Linked DNA regions of Sus scrofa: region 1 is linked to region 2. A link is a contact called in public promoter capture Hi-C data. All regions are on one chromosome and are shown on one strand. Each heading gives the region's core, a stretch centred on a gene start, on an enhancer-like site or on the middle of the called end of the contact. The rest is flanking DNA. Distances are from core to core; before and after follow the strand shown. Region 1 holds the start of PTOV1 (prostate tumor-overexpressed gene 1 protein). Region 2 holds the start of AP2A1 (AP-2 complex subunit alpha-1).

Region 1 (2,932 bases), core at 1-2,500, 79 kb after region 2:
CCCGAGCGAGGCCAGGGATCAAACCCCCATTCCTCATGGATGCTAGTCGGGTTCGCTGACCGCTGAGCCATAAGGGGAACTCCCCTAATATTTTCTTTCTTTTTTTTTTTTTTTTTGTCTTTTTGTCTTTTTTGTTGTTGTTGTTGCTATTTCTTGGGCCGCTTCCGCGGCATATGGAGGTTCCCAGGCTAGGGGTTGAATTGGAGCTGTAGCCACCGGCCTACGCCAGAGCCACAGCAACGCGGGATCCGAGCCGCGTCTGCAACCTACACCACAGCTCACGGCAACGCCGGATTCTTAACCCACTGAGCAAGGGCAGGGACCAAACCCGCAACCTCATGGTTCCTAGTCGGATTCGTTAACCACTGCGCCACGACGGGAACTCCCTATTTTCTTAATTCATTTGTTCCTCATAACCGTTTGGGGTTAACTATTACCCACGTTTAAGAAACAGGGAAATTGAAACAAATCTTACACAACTTCTAGTAAGTGAATACGCAGTCGTTAAATTCTTGAGTGAATGAGAGAATCAATGAATGAATGGTTAGTTATTACCCACATTTAAGAAACAGGGAAATTGAAACAAGAAATCTTACACAACTTCTAGTAAGTGAATACACAGTCGTTTAATTCTTGAGTGAATGAGCGAATCAATGAATGGCCCTGAAAGGCGGGTGGCAAGAAGCCGGAGGAGGTGCGGAGGGAGGCGTGTGGAGCCTAAGGCGCGGGGGCCAGTTGGCACGCAGATATCACTGGCAGTGTCTCCCAGGGACCTCTGGCTCCGCCCATACCGCGCGGGGATCGCTGGGAGTTGTGGTCCCTGGCCCACCTAGCCACGTCACAGCCTTCAAGTCCTCGCCTTAGGCCTGGTACGATCCGTATCCCCAAACTTCTACGTAGGTTCCGTTGCCCCCAGGTCTGTTACTCCTTCCTCCCCCTTTTCCTGATGTGTCTTGATATAGTCTCCCGGCTCCGAGGGTCTGGGACTCAGGGTACGGTCTCCCGGTATGTCACCCCCCATCCCGATCTTGGTATCGTCCTCTACGTTCCTCTCGCCCCCCCCGTGACGCTTCGGCATGGTCTTTCCTGCCACGCCCCCGCCGAAGTTGTTTCTTTCACGTCCTCTGGGTCCCTCCCCTTCGGCCCATAGTATCTTCCAATTGTCGAATTCCCCGCCCCCCACACCCTCTCCTTTTCCCGGGGCTCCCCTAGCTCTATTTTGGTACACGCCGGCCACGCCCCCTCGCAGACGCTCTTGGTAGGCGCCGCGCTCCCCCGCTCACCACAGTGGTTTGGCCGCAGCAACCCCTCTCCAGCGGCGCGTCCTCCGCGTTTGGTACAGCCCAGCCCGTCTCCCCCGAAGCCGCGCGCCCTCGCCCCTCAGTCGGTGGAACCCGCAGCCCCCCGTGCGGCCCGTGGCAGCCCCCAGCCCGCTCGGCCCACGCCCGCCATGGTCCGTCCGCGCCGCGCCCCGCACCGCTCCGGCGCTGGGGGCCCCCTCGGGGGTCGCGGCCGACCCCTGCCGCTCCTCACGGTGCGCGCCGCCCGCTCGCGCTCCTGGCCCGCCAGTCCCCGGGGTCCGCAGCCGCCGCGGATCCGGGCTCGCTCGGCCCCTCCCATGGTGAGCCCCCCGCCCTTTTTCCAGAGCTTTCCACGGCCCCGCCCCCGCAGGCCCCTCTCCCCGGCAGGCGTCTTTGTCCGCGACCCACTTCTCTTAGGGGTCTTTCGGGTGGCCCGAAGGCTGGTCCCGCCTGGGGCCGGCTTCCCCCGTGAAACCCCTCAGGTGGTACGCGCCGGTCTCTCCCCTTTGTTTCGCCTTCGGGCCGGGGTGGCGGGGGTGGGGTACGGGGGCGGGGAGCGCTCAGATTACTGCTGACTCCGCGGCCTGATTTAAACGCGGGGTGGGGGGCGGGCAGCGTGCGCGCTTGTTTTTCCAATGGGAAAGTTGTTCGCTCTCCCGGCAGGAAATCTGGAAATGGGGGAGGGGGTTGGGGGACGGCGGCGAGTGGGGGCTTCGCGTCTTGCACTCGCGCGCGCCCAGGTGTTGCCCTCGGGGGCGTTCTCCTCGGGCCCACGCGCCCCTCCACGGCGCCCGTGGCGTGTGCGCCCAGGATTTATTTGCACGCTCGCGCAGATGTGGGATGCCCCTACCGATCGCTGCAAGTCTAGCTTTGCAGGCTTCGACATCTAGCTTCGCAGGTACCCTAAGTTACAGATGCTTCGCCAGCCATGAAACATGCATACACTTCTCAGAAAGCTCTATAAGGTTTTCTGGAGCGGTAAAGCCACATCTCAATGCTTCACGGACTGCCGAACCGTGACACTCTCGCGGGGATGCGCGTTCTATCCTGGCGCTCAAGCTGTCTTAAAACATTCTGCCCCGGCGTTGTGCTTGGCGGGGAGCTGTGGCAGGTCTGCATGAGCCTTAAAAATGTGTCATGGACTTTTATACGTAGCCATCCGGACTCTGAACGTCTGTCTAAATTTAAAAGTAATCCTTCCCTCCGCCGCCTTCCCCCTTTCTTAGCATTTGTGTCTACTGGTTCAGAAGCGCCTCCTGAGTCCTTAAACATGCACCCTGAGGCTTCTATCCTCCCTCCAAGTACTAAATGGGCTTCCTGTGCAGTAAACAACACATCCCAGGTCGGAGAAACAGCCAAATCGTGCCCTCCCCTGCCTAGGTGTGAGTTCTCCTGTGGGATCGCACTTAGGTCTCATCCTTAAACGTGGTCCTGCATCTTGATGCGCTTTCTGCTCTTCCAGGGGAGACCTGAGCTTAGCACCCCTGGTCTTCATATCCCAGATTCAGACGTGGTCAGCGGGGTTTCCCATACGTGTGTCTCTGGAGCTCACACCGACTGGGTCCTTAAGTGCGTCCACCTGGACCCCAAAGGCTCTTGCAGTCGTGTGCCTTGAGTGCATTTTCTCAGAC
Region 2 (2,924 bases), core at 48-2,547:
CGATTAGGAACCATAAGGTTGCAGGTTCGATTCCTGGCTTTGCTCAGGGGGTTAAGGATCCGGTGTTGCCGTGAGCTGTGGTGTAGGCTGCAGATGCGTTCAGCTCTGACATTGCTGCGGCTGTGGTGTAGGCTGGCAGCTGTAGCTCTGATTCGACCCCTAGCCTGGGAACCTCCATATGCTGCCAGTGCGGCTCTAAACACACACACACACACACACACACACAACACAACTAGTATCCGTGAGGATGCAGGTTCCATCCCTGGCCTCGCTCAGTGGGTTAAGGATCTGGCATTGCTGGGAACTGTGGTGTAGGTCACAGAGGGCCCCTGGATCCTCCATCACTGTGGTGTAGGCTGGCAGCTCCAGCTCTGAATCCACCCCTAGCCTAGGAACTTCCCTATGCCACAAGTGCGGCCCTAAAAAGCAAAACAAGTGGTTAAATGCCAAAATATACTTTAAACCCAGGCTCTGCCGTTTCTGAGCTGTGTGACCTTGGGCAAGTCATTCAACCTCTCTGGACCTCAGTTTTAACCTCTGCTTAATGCGACTAGACTTGAATTAGTGTTTCCTCCGCTCTGAGACACTCGGTCTCCGGACAAATTAGGTCCCAACATCTTGGCCGCTAGACAAGGGGTAAGGAACGTCTTCCGGGAAGATTTAAGGAGTAATGCGTGGTGAAGAGTAGGGAGAAAGAGGATCAGAACGACGCTTGCGCAGTAAACACCTCACGCTCTCCTGCCCCTCCCAACCCCTTCTCTGCAGCAGGGAATTGCAGGCGCTGCTCCACCTATCCCAGCCCAGCTGAGCGACAACCCCCGTTCTCCTTCGTTCTCTACGGATCGTGGCTCTCCTCCCGCCCCCATAACAGCCCAATCGGGGGGGGAGTAGGACAGGTCGGGCAAATCCCCAACGCCTGCGGGGGCGATCTGCCCATCTATTGGCCTCAGTCACCACAAGTCCCGCCTCCTCAAGCCCGCTCCCCCCGCCCTCCCTCACGTCAATCCCTCCCTTCTAGGAGAGCGACCGGATCCAATCAGTATTGGCCCCGGCCGCGCGGAGGGGGCGGTCCAACTGTACGTAACCTAACTCCGCCCGTCTCTCGAGCAACGCCCCGACCCCGCTCTCCCGAACGGAAATACGGGGGTGCTGGACCAATCGTAACGGCGTACCTTTGTCCTGCCACCAATGAGAGAGGGAGTGGGGATGAACCCGCGCCTGAACGGCAGTAATTCGAGCCAATGGGCAGCTGAGAGCTCAGGATGGCGGCTGGGAGGGGAGGGACCGGGGGCGGAGACGCGGCCTGCCTGCCCGCCCGCCCGCCCGCCAGCCCGCCCTCCCCCTTGGCCGGCTAGGCTCCTCGGCGCTGCTTGGGGTCCTTTCCTTCAGGTCCCCGCCTGCCAGCCCCCGCTGCGCTGTGCCCTGCCCGGCCAGGCCTGGAGCCGACACCACCGCCATCATGCCGGCCGTGTCCAAGGGCGATGGGATGCGGGGGCTCGCGGTGTTCATCTCCGACATCCGGAACTGTGAGAGCGCGGCCGGGGGACCCTGGGCGGGGGAAGCGTGGAATTGAGGGGCTCGGGGGTTACAGAAGGGCCTAGGGGATAGAAGTCCATTGGGGTCGTAGAGTGAGAGGATAGAGAGGCCGCGGGGGGAACTTTAGGGTGGGGGTAATGGAGGGTCTTAGAGTGTCTTACTGTGCCTCTTCAGGTGACGACACGGAGTGGCTAGAGGCGTCCGGGAGGGTCTTAATGAAAAGGACGCTAGTAAAGTCCCGGAGATGGGGCGTAGAGGCGTCCCCTGGGGATGAAAGAAAGCTAGGAGATCGCATTAGCCATGGGGTCAGAGAAATCCCTGATGTAGACAGAAAAGAAAGGAGGTGCATGGCTGGGTGGTTGGGGGTACCCTGTGGAGCGATAGAGTGGGAGGGGGCCAGTGGGAACGGGGAGACCTGAAACACAGGAAGCCAGGCTTGAGAGCTTGGGTGAGGGGGTGTCATAGAGGGGAAGGGGCTAGATAGGTCACCGAGGTGCCCAGCTCGTTTATAGTTTATAGAGAGGACTTTAGAGTGATAGAAAGTCCCAGGGGTTTGGGGAGGAGGGATGGGAAGGTGGGGGACTATAGCGGGACCCTGGTGAGGGATAGAGGGGCTCCAGGATGGAAGATTTCTTAGGAAACACGGAGGTCAATGGAGAAGGAACAAGAGGGGTTACTTCGAGGCGCTTCCTGCAGGTGGAGTCTTTGGAGAGCCTGAGACAGGGGCCTGGGGGGCTTGGAAAGGAGAGGATATTACAATGTGGGGGCTTAGAGGATGTGCCAGAAGCAGGAGAACCCCTATTTCAAAGAAGGGGTTAGGGGCCTTAGGAATTTGTGAGGAAGAGATCTGGGAAGTGGGGGATGGAGGAAGCCTGGTCCCAGAGCAGGGTCATGGGTCAGGGAGCAGGACAGGCCTGAATCTGGAGCCCTCTCCCATCTGACCACATCAATACGGGGACAGTGATCACCAGCAGGAAGGATGGTCGTGACTATGGGAGGCCTGGTGCCAAGTCAGCGCCCAGCTCCTGGGAGCGGGTGTTGGCGTTTAGAGCTGCCAAGAGCTTCAGAGGCTGTATCCGCACGGGCTCTGGGGTCAGCCAGGCTTGAGTTGGTGTCGGAGCGCTGACGCTTCCTAGCCCTGTGACCTTGAATTGAGGGACTCTGTTTCCTCCTCTGTCAGGAGGGACTGCTGATGGCACCTTCCTGATGAGGCTGTTGTGACGCCATATGTGAGTGAGGCCTTTTCACACATCCCAGGCTCTAGATAGATCTTGGCTTTTCTTCTGGTTATTTGGCTGGATCTGAGGAGTGGCCTCTGCTGGGTGTCCAGTGATGATTTGAGAGTTTAGTAGGTATGGAAGGATCTGGCACATAGTAGGTGCTCAGTA

Evidence for each region. Promoter capture Hi-C pulls out the DNA fragments that hold promoters and counts their contacts.
Region 1: a promoter capture Hi-C map of fetal liver shows a contact between it and region 2, with 2.5 times the contacts expected there. The contact joins the promoter of PTOV1 here to the promoter of AP2A1 in region 2. A contact is called at or near these places in 2 of 5 promoter capture datasets (fetal liver and liver), 5 of 47 Hi-C or Micro-C datasets (heart right ventricle, liver and skeletal muscle) and 1 of 2 datasets of contacts at active chromatin or transcription factors (alveolar macrophages).

The regions. Positions count from the first base shown.
Region 1 is chr6:54,864,342-54,867,273 of Sscrofa11.1, forward strand. PTOV1 (prostate tumor-overexpressed gene 1 protein) reads left to right here and starts at 1,251. Exons shown (of 12, transcript XM_003127351.5): 1 at 1,251-1,621. The coding sequence starts at 1,451.
Region 2 is chr6:54,785,240-54,788,163 of Sscrofa11.1, forward strand. It overlaps AP2A1 (AP-2 complex subunit alpha-1), which reads left to right and starts at 1,298. Exons shown (of 23, transcript XM_021094760.1): 1 at 1,298-1,526. The coding sequence starts at 1,460.